2 separate regions of the Triticum aestivum genome follow, and region 1 is linked to region 2. The links are chromatin contacts, called in public Hi-C maps. All regions are on one chromosome and are shown on one strand. The core of a region is the stretch at or near the end of the contact, and the rest is flanking DNA. Distances in the headings are between cores, read along the strand shown. Region 1 has its middle 4.7 kb from the start of LOC123130747. Region 2 holds the start of LOC123127929 (scarecrow-like protein 6).

Region 1 (6,934 bases), core at 1,354-3,853, 430 kb before region 2:
GGGGCGGTGGGAAGAGCTACAGGAGGGATGCACGCGATCTATGCCTAGAGCGAGCGAGCTTGCTTGGCGGGGCAAAGATATGGATGGGTGCATGGCGCGGGGAGGTGGGAGAAAGTGCCGGAAAAGGGTACGAGTATGGGGTATGGGTGTGGCACGAGAGATCGCGCTTGTCTCGCCGTGTCGGCCGCGCGGCCACACCCCTCCGGGCTCCGGCCCGAGCGCGCGCCCCGCTGCCCGCCCGGCGCACGTACGCGCTTGTCGCTTCTCAGCTCGGCACGGCGCGTGCGGTGCTCCGGCGCCACGCCCGCCCGCCCGTGTGGCTCTCCGTACGCGCATGCAGTGCGACACGCGGTGCAAACCCGTCGAACCGGGCAACACCTGCGCGCATGTCTGTACAGTGTGCGTACACGCGCCAGATATAGATTGTTGATTTGTTCACTCGTAGTACGCACGTCTGCTGCTGATGCACGCGTACTACGGTCTGCCCAGGAGCGACGGAACCTGTACTACGTACGGATAATATGTTGAGCGTGCCGTGTTTCTTTTTTCGATGTAAAGGGAGTTTTATTGGGAAGTAATAGTGTTACAATTAAGAGGCCACAAATTCTTAATACAGAGTGGAACCGAGACTAATGACACAGTAGTTGTACTCTCGGTGCGGCTATACTGGGTCAGCCGATCTACAACTCTATTTTGACTATGAAGAATTCTTTTTAAGGATAAAACTCCATGTTACTCATTAACTCTTTAATCTCCCGAACCAAATGACTATACACCGAGCGCTCCAGGCCATTGTTTGATAAACAAGACAATGCTGCATATGAATCTGATTGAACAATTACTAAAAGAGTCAAATGTTGAATGGCTAGGGCCATGCTGTGCATGATCGTATGTATCTCTGCTTTCAAAGGATCATTGCAGTGGAAGATAACACGATAGGCAGAAAAGATAATACTGCCTGCACTGTTTCCAAGGACCATACCAGCAGCCACAGAACCATTTGAAGGCTGAAAGAACCCATCCATTGAAAGGGTGACGTGGCCGTGCTCGGGATGAGATAAGAACTTTTAAAATGTCATTTCATAAAGTTACGATGAGATAAGAGAGTTTTAGAAAGCCATTTCAAAAACTGAAAATGTGATGGCCCCATCATGACTTGATTTTCTAAGCCGCCAGAACGAAATATTTTTTGACTCAACAAACTGCATTGATGGACCCTGCCTGAGGTAGACAGATGAATGATATGTTTCACCTTGACCTAGCATCGTGATGTTTCCATGAACAGTAAAACTAGGGCTCGGTGTTGTATAGAACACATAAACCTTTTTTTACTCGATGCGTGATGGACTAGATAAAATCATAGAGCGACCTCTACAAATCCCTTAAGAAAACCTCAATGTAAGCAACGTTTGTTTTGTTCGTTATTTACGGATCCGTTTCAATGGATCAGTTTGATTTTTGTGAACATTTTCTAGAATTTCATGGACATTGTTTTCAAATTCTTGATTATATTTTGAATACACAATCATTTCATAAAATCATGAACATTTTTAATTTGCAGACACTTTTTATAAATTACGATTTTTTATGATATGCAAACAGTTTTTAAAAATCATCGACATTTTATGGTGTCCCTACCATTTTTTTAATTCATGAAAAAATTATGATTTATCAAAAAATATTAAAACTCATAGCTTCGTGAAATTTTGCTATTCCCAAATAAACTTTAAGAAGGAAAAATAAAAACAATACCGGAAAAAGAAAAGGCAGAATACAAAATACAAACATAGGGTGTCACGCTCCGCACATGGGCCAGCCCATGAACATATGTGGGATCGCTCTTGCTATTAAGAGAGAAAATAAGAGAAAAAAGGGTGGCACCTAGGATCAAACCCGAGTCACCAGTGTGAAAGACTGCCTTTGCCATTGTGGTTCTTGTGTGTTTGTGAATTGTGATGTATCATGGTATCAGGTATAAGAACCAAAAACAACGGCTGCTTCAAGAAAAAAATGTCGAATCATTCTCGTCACTTATGCCACCCATAAGGGGTAATTGATGATTACTTCGGGGGTAATTTTAATTAATGATGAACGGGCAAAAGCACTAATGACTTTATTAGTAGGTATAGATTACGATGGTCTAGACAATATAACGCGTCCGCTATAGTTTCTTTAACTGCAACGAGAATGCATGGTAGCTCCGCGCTAACAAGCTCAATTCAACTCGGTTTGCAAACACGGCGGAGGTTCCCTCTTCTCCCTGGACCCGGCCAACAACAACATTCTGCTCACGAGCGGAAACGGGCCCCTCCTCGTGCCCGTTTGGTAGGAGTGGCACGTAGCACTGCGCCACACGCACCTCGACTGCGACGGCCCGGCTGGGCAGTAGTACATGTACGTACAAGCAGCGATATCACCGTGCCAAAAAAAGAAGCCGGGTACTAAAGCATGTCACTGTGCAAATTAAACATGTGACTGTGACGGCCGAACAAACTCGCGCCAGATTGTCAAATGGTTGCAAATTCGAGCTTTCTTTACTGGATTGGGTACTCTATTTGGGCCCATATAACTCACGTTGCAGGACGAAATCGATCTGCCCACCAAGTTGCGGGCCTACCGGACCGCTTTCAGATCATGTCCAGTTGTGGCCCACTTGCATTTACACTCTCCTGTATGCCTCTTTCTGTACCTCACTCGTGAACAAATGAATTCCCTCAAAAAAAAAATGAATGCCGGCGGCATACGACAACTCTTTTTACGGTAAAAAGGGAAAAACAGTACAAGCATCCTTCGTTTCCCTCTCATTTTTCGTGGTAAAATAAAGCTGCTGCGCGGCCCTGCTCCGTACGTGCCCGGCCGAACACGCCATGCATTCGTCTTCACCGGTCCGCAAAGCCACATCGCCCAAAAGATAGACGCCACAGTGCAACACGCCGAATCGAGATCCATAAACTATAATATTACCATGGACAAGACAAAGATGACCATGCCATGACCAGCAGAGCGGCCACACTGACTGACGGAACTGACCTGACCGGACCGGGCAAAGCCCCCGAAGCGGCGAGGGGCAATCGATTGGAGGGGAAGAAGAACGAGCCCATGGCGGGCATGGCAGACGGGACGGGACCACTCGGGACAAAAGGAAAAGGGCGCGAGCCTTGGAGAGCCTCGTTCCACCTTTCCATCATTAATTGCCAAAAGGTTTACGGGCCACACCGTCCTCGAACTATAAATGGGAAACCAACAGTCCAAGCATAATTTGTTCGTGTCCCTCGGGCGAGAGATAACTGCGATTTGTTTTGGAGCTGGGATCCCCCGGGAGTGAAGGAGGAGGTAACACATCAGCATCGGCGCTGATGGGACGTTTGAGTTGCGTGGCATCGACACGCAGGAATCGCTTGCCGCCCGGTTTGCTTGCCCTGGCAGCAGTAGTAAATTGATCGTGGGCCGATGGTTATATATATCCCCAGATATCCATAAGGTTGAAAAGACAAATCTTGTATCTCGTCTCTATAGCATGCACGAAAACAAAACGTACACAACTGACAAATCTTGTATCTCATCTCTATAGCATGCACAAAATCAAAACGTACACCACTGATAAATCTTGTATCTCGTCTCTATAGCATGCACAAAATCAAAACATACACCACTGTGATGTTGGATTATAACAATATAGTTTAACACAAAACCATTTGGGTGCATACATTTTACCATATAAATCAATTAGTGCTAGAAAAATGAGTTTATATCACTCATAACTTCGGAACTAGATCAACCATGTAGAGAAGTAAATGACATTTTCGAAAATATCTACATGAGAATAACAACCAAATTGTGCATTGCCTCGCTGGCCATTGCCCTAGCTGGTACTCCCTTGGTGTTAGATACATCCATTTGAGGGACAAACTTTTTCGGACGGAGGAAGTACCAGACTAGCTCTGTAGCTATTCTATTTTCACTGCCTCGAAAAAAATGCTACTACTTTTTTCACCAACCTGCAGGTGTGAATGATTATTCGGAATTCACTAAGCTACAATGTAAATTTCGCCAGGTGTAGTGTATTGTTTATCTGCTTTTAGAAGGGGTTGCCTCTCTTTGCCACACCGGGTTTGTAGTGTGAGTTTAAATCCTGTACGAACATCTTGACAAGGCATATCGGCAAAATATCTATATTCAATTTCAGCAATATTGGAGGGATCGATGGATGCATGGCCACTCAGTGCAGGAGATTGCGCCACTTATCCTTGAGCATGTGGACACTCGCTCAATCAATAGCAGGACGGTTCGGTGGGCTCAAGAGGGGCAACAATGGTAGGCGGACATCCCTTATATCACATCCCACATGACACTGCTACAATTGATGCACTTGAGACAAGCCATTTCCTCAGTTCAAAGAGACACGCATACGCTTGACACGTTCCTCTGGCCATGTGCGACGTCGATGAGATACTCGGTCAAATCCACATATGATCATCTCTGTGAAGGACTGCCAACCTGCCCTTACGCCGCTGCCATCTGGAGAAGCTGGGCTCCTCTGAAGTGCAAGATGTTCACTTGTCTAGCAGCACAATATCGTCTTTGGACGGTGGATCGACGTACTTGGCATGGGTTGCACGAGCATACTTCGGCTTGTTATACTTGTCTCCATGAGGAAGACATCGTGGACCACATCTTGGTGCAATGCGGCTATGCGCGGGGAACTTGGTTGGGCTGCTTCAATGCGTTACACTTGCCTACTCAAAGCCCGATGAAAACAGACACATTCCTGGACTGGTGGCTACAACAACGTTCATGCTTCACAAAGGAGAATAAGCAAGGCTTCGATACCCTTGTCATTTGCACGTCTTGGTCGATATGGAAGAAAAGGAACGCTAGAGTATTCAATAGAATTGAGCAACGGGTAGACATAGAAGAGCTAGTCACGAAAATCTTTGATGAAATGAGAGAGTGGAAGTTGGTGGCTTGTGGAGGAGGAAGTTTGCAACGTTTTGTGAGAAAGCAACATTGTGTTGTAAGGCAGGAGTCGGAGGGGATAGCGTCTTTCGAGTGCCTGACACTCGCTAGACCTCTTGTAAATTGTTTTGTTCTCTTATATAAAATTAAGATACGCACTTTGCGTGCTCTCGAAAAAACAAGTTTCAACAATATATAACTCACAAAAAACTAAATAGGGCATAAATAAGAGTGGGCTTATAGAATTTTAAACATTTGACACTTCATCGATAACTCACAACACCCTCAAGCTCTGTGTGCGACATCAAATCAAGTGTATTTATAGACGACGCACAGGGCTAAAGTTGAAATGTATGGATTGCTAAAGTAAAAATAACGAGTTAATTGCACACAACCATCACATTTGCGACTAGGTTTGCAGAAAACCACCAAGCCGGTAATGCGTTGCAAAAAAGACTGCATTCCCAGTAATCTTGTTGCAAAAAGCACTGGTCGAGTGATTTGGCTCTTTTATTCACTTGCGGCCAGGTGGGGCCAGACTATAAGGAGTTTAATTGGCAAATAAATTACATACACACCCTTCAATTCTAAAATAAAACATAATCCAATCCCTCCCCGGGGACAATTGCCAACGAGGTGCAACCACGGTGCCCTTGCCTGCACTCGGTGTGGGTGAGTGCTAAAATCAGCTAAGTGTGGATGAGTGCACTCCGAGTGCTAAAATCAGCTAAGTGTCAATTCTAAAAAACTCTGGCGACGATAGTCTCAGGAATTAGACCCAGTGGGTGCACTCAGCATGCCCCCATGAAAGGACATCCACTCGGATAGCGCACAAAAAAATGGTTAGCAATCATGCCCAGAGAAAAAAATGCTAAGTTCTAAGACTCCCGCTGGCTGCCACTAGTCGACGACAGTCTCATGTACTACATGCAGTGGGTGCACTCAGCGTGCTCCCACTGGAATCAACTGACTCGGATTGGCTCTGGTGGGTCCGAGTGAAAAACCATACTCGAAGAAAATCAAAGTTCTAAGACTCCCGCCGTCTTCTTCTAGTCGACGATAGTCTTGGGGACTACACCCAGTCACTGTAATGAAAATACCCATTGGGTGTACTCCGTGTAAGCCCACTGGCACAAACACAACTAACCATTTGGAACAAAGTAGAAAACTCAAAAACTTTAAGACACCAACTAAAAATTGTACTTACAATGGTACTTACTCGCACATTGATCTGCAACACTTCACTCGCGTCGTATGCCTCCTTCAGCCACGCGTTCATGAAAGTGCAACTATCCCTGGGTGGTTTTGGTAATTCCTAACAACATATAACTCATTATTGAGCTAATGCTACTTAAAGATAAACATTTCAGGAAAGCTCAATGATTGACATGGCATGGATGAGAAAAGTGGACCCCTCAAAATTCTAAGGACAAAGAATTGGCTCAAGCTCAAAGCTCAGGACTCTACATCTTTTCATTTTAAGTGATCCAAGATCACATTGAGTCCATAGGAAAAGCCAATGCTATTAAGAGGGGATGAGGTGTTGCCTAATGGCTTGCTTGCTCAAAGTGCTTAATGATATGCTCCAAAGTCCTCAACTACTTTCTCACATCCATATATGTCCCAAATCAAAAGTCAAACTCGGCCCCACCGAAACTTTCTATTCGGCGCCACCGAGTTCAGTTGACATAGCCACTGCCAGAAACCCTAGCCTTTTCGGTCTCACCGATAGGGATCTCGGTCTCACCGAGATGGGATTGTAATATCTCTGTTTCCCTTCGTAACGTTTCGGTCAAAACGAGATGAGCGATCGGTCCCACCGAGATTGCAATGCAAACTCTCTGTTTCCCTTTCGTAACATTTCGGTCCAACCGAGATGAGCGAATCGGTCCCACCGAGTTTGCATGACCAACTCTCTGTTAGTCCATTACCAAAATCGGTCTCACCGAGTTTGTGTAATCGGTCTCACCGAGATTAC
Region 2 (7,482 bases), core at 3,207-5,706:
GATATGATATTAAGTGAGCAGTAATAATAGCTCCGTTTAAAATGCCAAGATGTTAGTACGTAGTACGATGAATACAAGTCGCTAAATAAATCACCATTGTTATTTTTCAGCTCAGTACGAAAACGACAATTTCAAGGGTTTCCAGGAGGGTTATTAAGGCTCCGATTTTAATGATTTGCCTGCCCGCCCATCGTCAGCACGATCTCAGTCTACGGCGGTAGTGGCGCTGTAGCATTGCGACACCGAACGTGACTCACACACCGTACGTGCCACCGCCCAGCACTGTATACAACATAACAAAACAGCCGTCAAAGTCCCAACGATTTCTCGCGGTCAATACAACACCTCCCGCCTCCGCATGATTGACGACTAGTCTCAGCTCTCGCCTCAGCCTCAGCTCAGCTCACCGCAATAATTTTCTGAGGCTGGCAAGTGTGACTTTCGCCCGCATGTCCTCGATCATCTATCAGGTGGTTTCGACTACGCATGGCATAGTCTACCAGCTCGTGGAAGATCTGGAGGAATCCTTCTTGGGATAATGACAACAACCATGGACTTGTTGGCTTTTTCGATCGGTGAATTTCATATAAAATTTCACCTGCGGAATAGAGCTGACAATTTTGCATGGACTCTTGTCGCTGTCTATGGGGCTGCCCAAGATGAGCATAAATCTGCTTTCCTTCGGGAATTGGTTAACCTGGCTAAGAATAACCCGTACCCAATACTTATTGGAGGGGACTTTAACATTCTGAGGTACCAGGAAGAGAAAAATAATGACCACTTCGACACTCATTGGCCTTTCCTATTCAATGCTGTGATAGACAGTTTGAATCTTCGGGAGGCCAGTATGTCGGGTCGTCAGTTCACTTGGGCAAACAACCGATCTGTGCCGACATACGAGAAGCTCGATAGGGTACTAATGGATACCGAATGGGAACTAAAATTTCCTATGATAACCGTGCGATCCCTAGAGCGTATCGAGGCCTTATCGGATCATGCACCCATCATTCTGGATTCTAACTCTACGAACCCAGCCACCCGGCGCCCTTTCAAATTTGAATTGAGATGGCTGCATAGGGAGGGATTCGTAGACATGATCAAGAATGTTTGGGAGAGGCCCGCTGTTGGTCGTACACCTATTCAGCGATGGATCTTTAAAATAAGAGCCATGAGGCGACACCTCTCTGGATGGGCAAAACACACCAACGGAATTTATAAAAAGGAAAAACAAAGGCTCTGTACCATCATTGATGACCTCGACAAAATTGCAGAGACGCGCACATTATCTCATCAAGAGATTGAATTGAAAAATCAATCTAATGAGATGGTTGCCCGTCTACTGCGAGAAGAGGAGATCAAATACTACCAGAGATCCAAAGCTGACTTCATTTTAATGGGTGATAGTAATACAAGATACTTCCAATTGGTCGCCAATGGGCGGCATAGGAAGAAATGTATTTATAGTCTCCAACAAGATGAGGGGAGGATCGAAGGTCAGGAGGAGCTCAAAAAGTATATCACCAAATACTACAAATCTCTTTTCGGAGCGCCGGCTGAAGGGAATTTCACCCTTGATGAGACCCGAACAGATGATATTCCACATGTCACGGCAGAAGAAAACGATATCCTAACGGCACCATTCTCAGAAGAGGAGGTGCGAGCTGCGGTGTTCCAAATGGAACATAACAAAGCTCCAGGCCCTGATGGTTTCCCCGCAGAATTCTATCAGAATTTCTGGGATATCATCAAGTCTGACCTTTTAGAGTTGTTCAATTGTTTTCATGCCGACCCACTTGACCTATTCAGACTTAATTTTGGCGAGATTGTCTTGTTGCCGAAGATTAAGGAGGCCGGACGGATTCAACAGTTCAGACCCATATGCCTCCTTAATGTCAGCTTCAAGATTTTCACCAAAGTGGCGACGAATAGATTAAACTCGGTAGCTGACCATGTTGTCCGGCCATCTCAAACAGCTTTCATGCAAGGAAGGAACATACTCGATGGCGTAGTAATCCTGCATGAGACCGTCCATGAGATGCACCAAAAAAACATGAGTGGAGTAGTATTCAAAATAGACTTCGAAAAAGCCTATGACAAGGTCAAATGGTCTTTCCTCCAACATGCCCTAAGGATGAAAGGCTTCTCCGATAAATGGTGCAAGTGGATCCAAAATTTTGTAACTGGCGGTAGTGTGGCCATTAAAGTCAATGATGATGTCGGCCATTACTTTCAGACAAAAAAAGGACTACGACAGGGTGATGCCATATCCCCAATGTTATTTAACATTGTTGCTGACATGTTGGCTATTCTGATTGAGCACGCCAAGCAGGACGGACAGATTACAGGAGTAGTGCCACATCTAGTGGATGGTGGTCTCTTTATTCTGTAATATGCCGATGACACAATTCTTTTTATGGAACATGACCTAGACAAGGCTAGAAACCTGAAACTTTTGCTGTCAGCGTTTGAGCAAATGTCGGGTCTTAAGATTAACTTCCATAAAAGTGAATTGTTCTGCTTTGGAGAAGCTGTTGATGCAGCGGCCGATTATGTTGACCTTTTTGGTTGTGCACATGGACAATTCCCAATTAAATATTTGGGAATACCAATTCATTATCGGCGTCTCACCATTGCGGAGTGGAAGCATGTAGAGGAGCGACTAGAGAAACGCTTGAGCAGCTGGAAAGGCAAGTTGCTCTCGGTTGGAGGACGATTGGTTTTAATAAACTCTGTCCTCACAAATATGGTCCTCTATATGCTTTCGTTCTTCCAGCTCCCAAAGGGGGTCTTGCAAAGATTGGATTATTTTAGGTCCAGGTTCTTTTGGCAAGGAGATGGTGAAAAGAAAAAATATAGGTTGGCCAAATGGAGTGTGGTTTGTAGGCCGAAAGACCAGGGCGGCCTCGGTATTCATGACCTGCAGGTCAAGAATGAGGCCCTACTTAGTAAATGGTTGTTCAAACTTCTTACTGAGGATGATGTTTGGCAAACCATGCTGCGCAATAAGTATATAGGCCAAAAGGCAGTGTCTCATGTATATTGGAAACCTGGAGACTCACACTTTTGGGCCGGCCTAATGGCGGCAAAGAAACATCTCTTTCGCTTTGGGTCTTTTGCAATAAAGGATGGGTCAGAGATTCGTTTTTGGGAAGACATTTGGCTAGGCAATGCTAGCCTCCGAGAACAGTACCCAGCCTTATACAACATTGCACACGATAAGAATAATACTATTGCACAAGTGCTCAGCTCATCACCGCCAAATATTTCGTTCAGGCAGGATTTGATTGGCACCCGACTTATGTCATGGAATAATCTATTGTCTCGTCTGGATTCGATTATCCTAACACAAGGTCGTGATGTGTTTCGCTGGAACCTTACTACATCGGGGTCTTTCACAGTAGACTCTATGTATCGTGCACTCACGCATTCTGAGGTACCGGTGAGTAATAACAAAAAAAATTGGAAAGCGAAGGTACCACTTAAAGTCAAAATATTCATGTGGTATCTCCGTAGGGGAATTGTGCTAACAAAAGACAACCTCGCACGACGCAACTGGTCGGGAAGTAAGAAGTGTTGTTTTTGTACTCATGACGAGACAATTAAACACCTCTTTTTTTACTGTAAGTTTGCGCGTTCTACGTGGTCAGCCATCCAAATAGCGTCAAATTTGTATCCACCCACAAGTGTTGCCAATATTTTTGGTCATTGGCTGGACGGTATTTCAAATGCATACAAAACGCTAATAAGGGTGGGAGCGTATGCCTTATTATGGTCGCTTTGGCTATGTAGAAATAATGTTGTTTTTAATGACAAAACTGTTTCTCCTTTGCAGGTTATTTTTCGTTGTACGCACTCGCTTCGTACGTGGTGTACGCTACAACGAGCGGAGTACCAACCGCTATTCAAGGCGGTGTGTACGCTGTTGGAGCAGGTGGCTACGGAGGTTTTTACCCAACATGGATGGCAGCATAATCTCCGGCTCGGTCCACCATCTCTTTTGACATAGGCATAGTGTCGGTCTATGGACTCTACTGTTGCCGAATTGTCGGTCTTTCATCTTTTTGTTTATCAGACTACTGGTGTTTGGCTGTGTGCATCCTAGTTATGCAGAGGCCGGGTGATACTCTTAATACTTTGTATCACTTTGATGCTACATTTTGAGATAATAAAAGCGCCCTTTATCGAAAAAAAACCTACGTAGGCATACAGTCCACACAAAGAAATAAGCCCATGCATTGCCGTCGCCAAGCAAAATACGAGCAGATAAAACATGGAATACAACCTAGGGTGAAAATAAAAAAGGAAGAAGGCAGAGAGAGAGGGGGAGAGGGCTTGAAGCAGACTGAAAACGATGGGGGGAGAGAGAGGGGGGGAGAGGTACACTTTTTAACCTTTTTTATGTTGCACGCATCCAGGGAAGATAGCAGTAGAGAGAGAGAGGGGAGAGACGAGGCCACAGCACCACACAGCGAGGAGAGAGAGAGAGAGAGGAGAGAGAGAGGGGGGGAGAGCAGCGGGGCAGCACAAGGCAGGCAGGCAGGCAAGGGCGCACACTGCTCTCTCTGCCCGCCCCCACCTCCCTCCCCCGTACCCTGTTGTATACTCTCCCTCGCACGCCAGGGCCAAGGCAGGGAGCGAGGGAGGGAGGGAGAGGAGAGCCACATCCAAACGCACGCACGCACCAGCAAAGGAAAATCAATCCCCCGCGCGCGCCGCCCCAGATCTCGCCGGCCTGCCTGTTATGCTGCGGGGCTAGGTAGATGAGGGCGGCGCTGTTCGGGGCCGAGCGGAGCGGGGGAGTGGGCCTCGCCGGCGGGAAGGATCTGTGCTACTGGCCGCCGGGGAAGCTGCTGGTGGAGCCCCGGTCGGTGCTCGACTGCTCGCGGAGGCTCAGCAGCCCGCCCAACTCCGCGTCCACGCTGTCGTCGTCCCTCGGCGGCGGCGCGGCTGACTCCACCGGCGTGGCGGCGGTTTCCGAGAGCAGCGCCGGCGACGCCGAGGCCACCAAATGGGCCGACCACGCCGCCGGTGGAGGTGGTGGTGGGTGTGAGCTGCCGCCCATTCCTGGGGCGCTGGATGGAGGGGAGGGCTGGGACGCCATGCTCGGCAGCGCCGCGGCGGCCGCGGCGGCCGGGCAGGACCAGACCTTCTTGAACTGGATCATGGGGGCCGCCGGCGACCTGGAGCTGCCCGTCCCGCCGCTTCCAATGCATCAGCAGCCGCTCGTCGACAATGCGGGCGGCTTCGGATTCTCGGCCGTCGACCCGCTCGGCTTCTCGCTCGACCACCACCTCGGCGGCGCCTCCTCCGACCTGTCGTCCTCCGGCGCCATGTCGCACACCACCACCGGCGGGGGTGGCGGTGGCGGCAGCAAGGCCTCCTCGGCTTTCGGCCTCTTCTCACCGGAGGCCGCCTCTCTCCAGCCCCCGCCGCCTCCGATTCTGTTCCACGAAGGTATCGACACCAAGCCCCCTCTCCTCGGACCGCAGTCGCATGGCCTCTTCAACCAGTACCAGCAACAGCACCAACCGCCGCCTCCCGCCGCAGCCTTCTTCATGCCCCTCGCTTCCTTCTCCGATCACAACCAGCGCTCGCAACTCCACCAGCCACCGCCCAAACGCCACCACTCCGTTCCAGACGACCTCTACCTCACCCGAAACCACCTGGGCACGTCGGCGGCGGCGGCCTTTCCCCTGCTACATGGCTCACTCCCGTTCCAGCTCCAGCCTTCGCCGCCCCCGCTTCGCGGGGCGATGAAGACGACGGCTGCCGAGGCGGCGCAGCAGCAGCTGCTGGACGAGCTGGCTGCGGCGGCAAAGGCAGCTGAGGCCGGTAATTCCACTGGCGCGCGTGAGATATTGGCGCGGCTCAATCACCAGCTTCCCCCACTTGGGAAGCCCTTCCTCCGGTCGGCTTCCTATCTCAGGGAGGCCCTCCTCCTCGCGCTCGCCGATGGACACCACGGCGCCTCCCGCATCACCTCACCGCTCGACGTCGCCCTCAAGCTGGCGGCCTACAAGTCCTTCTCCGACCTGTCGCCCATGCTGCAGTTCGCTAACTTCACGGCCACGCAGGCGCTTCTCGACGAAATCGCCTGCAGCGCCGCTTCCTGCATCCATGTCATTGACTTCGATCTTGGTGTAGGCGGGCAGTGGGCTTCCTTCTTGCAGGAGCTTGCTCATCGCCGTGGTACTGGCGGCGTGGCTTTGCCGTTGCTGAAGCTGACGGCCTTCGTTTCAGATGCTTCTCACCATCCACTGGAGCTTCATCTTACTCAGGATAACCTCACGCAGTTTGCTGCTGATCTTGGAATTCCCTTCGAGTTCAATGCCGTCAGTCTTGATGCCTTCAGTCCGGCTGAGCTCATTTCTTCTACTGGCGACGAAATTGTAGCTGTGAGCCTCCCAGTTGGTTGCTCTGCTCGTGCACCACCGCTGGCTGTAATCCTTCGGTTGGTGAAACAGCTTGGTCCTAAGATTGTGGTCGCCATGGACTATGGAGCTGATCGTGCTGACCTCCCGTTCTCACAGCACTTCCTGCATTGCTTTCAATCCTGCATGTTCCTCCTTGACTCGCTTGATGCTGCTGGAATTGACGCCGATTCTGCCTGTAAGATCGAGAAGTTTCTGATCCAACCAAGAGTCGAAGACGCGGTGCTTGGGCGGCGCAAGACCGACAAAGCAGTTTCATGGCGGAATGTGTTTGCTGCTGCTGGCTTCACACCTGTGCCGCTCAGCAATCTTGCCGAGGCACAGGCCGACTGCCTCTTGAAGCGGGTGCAGGTCCGAGGGTTCCACGTCGAGAAACGCGGGGTTGCGCTCACTCTCTATTGGCAGCGTGGCGAGCTTGTATCAGTATCAGCCTGGCGGTGCTGATCGTCGGTCGCCGCCACCGTTCGCAGGCATCTTCAACTCCAGTAATGTTCATTTTGTCTTGCAATTAAAATGTTGCGAAGGAAACTACTATCTTGGTTGTTGGACACCCCGTATCGCTTTTCATCGCAACTTATTTAGCTAGGACTAGTGGATTTAGCAACATTTGTGTCGGTAACTCTAATAGTGTAATGATGTTGCTCTAGGTTCTTACCACGATGTTCACACTCTGCTCATTTAGCATTTATCATGTCATTTCAAGGATTGCTTGTGAGCCGAGAGGATAATTTTAACCAGTGGAACTGTTCTATGGTACAGTATTGATATTTGCTCATGTTGCTTACCTTGGTTATTCCTGGTGCAACTTAATTGTGCACTTTATGTTGTTGAGTTGAACTGTTTATTTTAGCAATGTTTAAATAGTCTTAGTGGTATTATTTGGGGTTGAACTTCTGTAGGACTAGAATATATGACATAAAGCTTAGGGACAGATCTTGCCATAGTGTATTTTGCCTAGATGTTTAGAGACAACAGAGCAGAATCTTTATAAGAGAAAAGAAAAAGAGAACTAACTGAACTGAAATTTGGGGACTAGGGGTCCCATTGATGT

What was found. A called contact is a pair of places that touch in the nucleus more often than the background predicts.
Region 1: a contact with region 2 is called in a Hi-C map of leaf, with 4 times the contacts expected there. The contact joins the enhancer-like site here to the promoter of LOC123127929 in region 2. A contact is called at or near these places in 2 of 5 Hi-C or Micro-C datasets (both in leaf).

What each region holds. Positions count from the first base shown.
Region 1 is chr6A:461,910,035-461,916,968 of IWGSC CS RefSeq v2.1, reverse strand. No RefSeq gene overlaps it. Among protein-coding and RNA genes, the nearest start is that of LOC123130747, 4.7 kb to the left of the region's middle. Within about 2 kb of position 2,603, at least 5 of the 8 cell types and tissues checked have an H3K27ac peak or open chromatin away from gene starts, as enhancers often do. A contact at or near this core is called in leaf, where this site is marked.
Region 2 is chr6A:461,485,233-461,492,714 of IWGSC CS RefSeq v2.1, reverse strand. It overlaps LOC123127929 (scarecrow-like protein 6), which reads left to right and starts at 4,456. Exons shown (of 1, transcript XM_044547792.1): 1 at 4,456-7,248. The coding sequence starts at 4,761. The coding sequence ends at 6,875.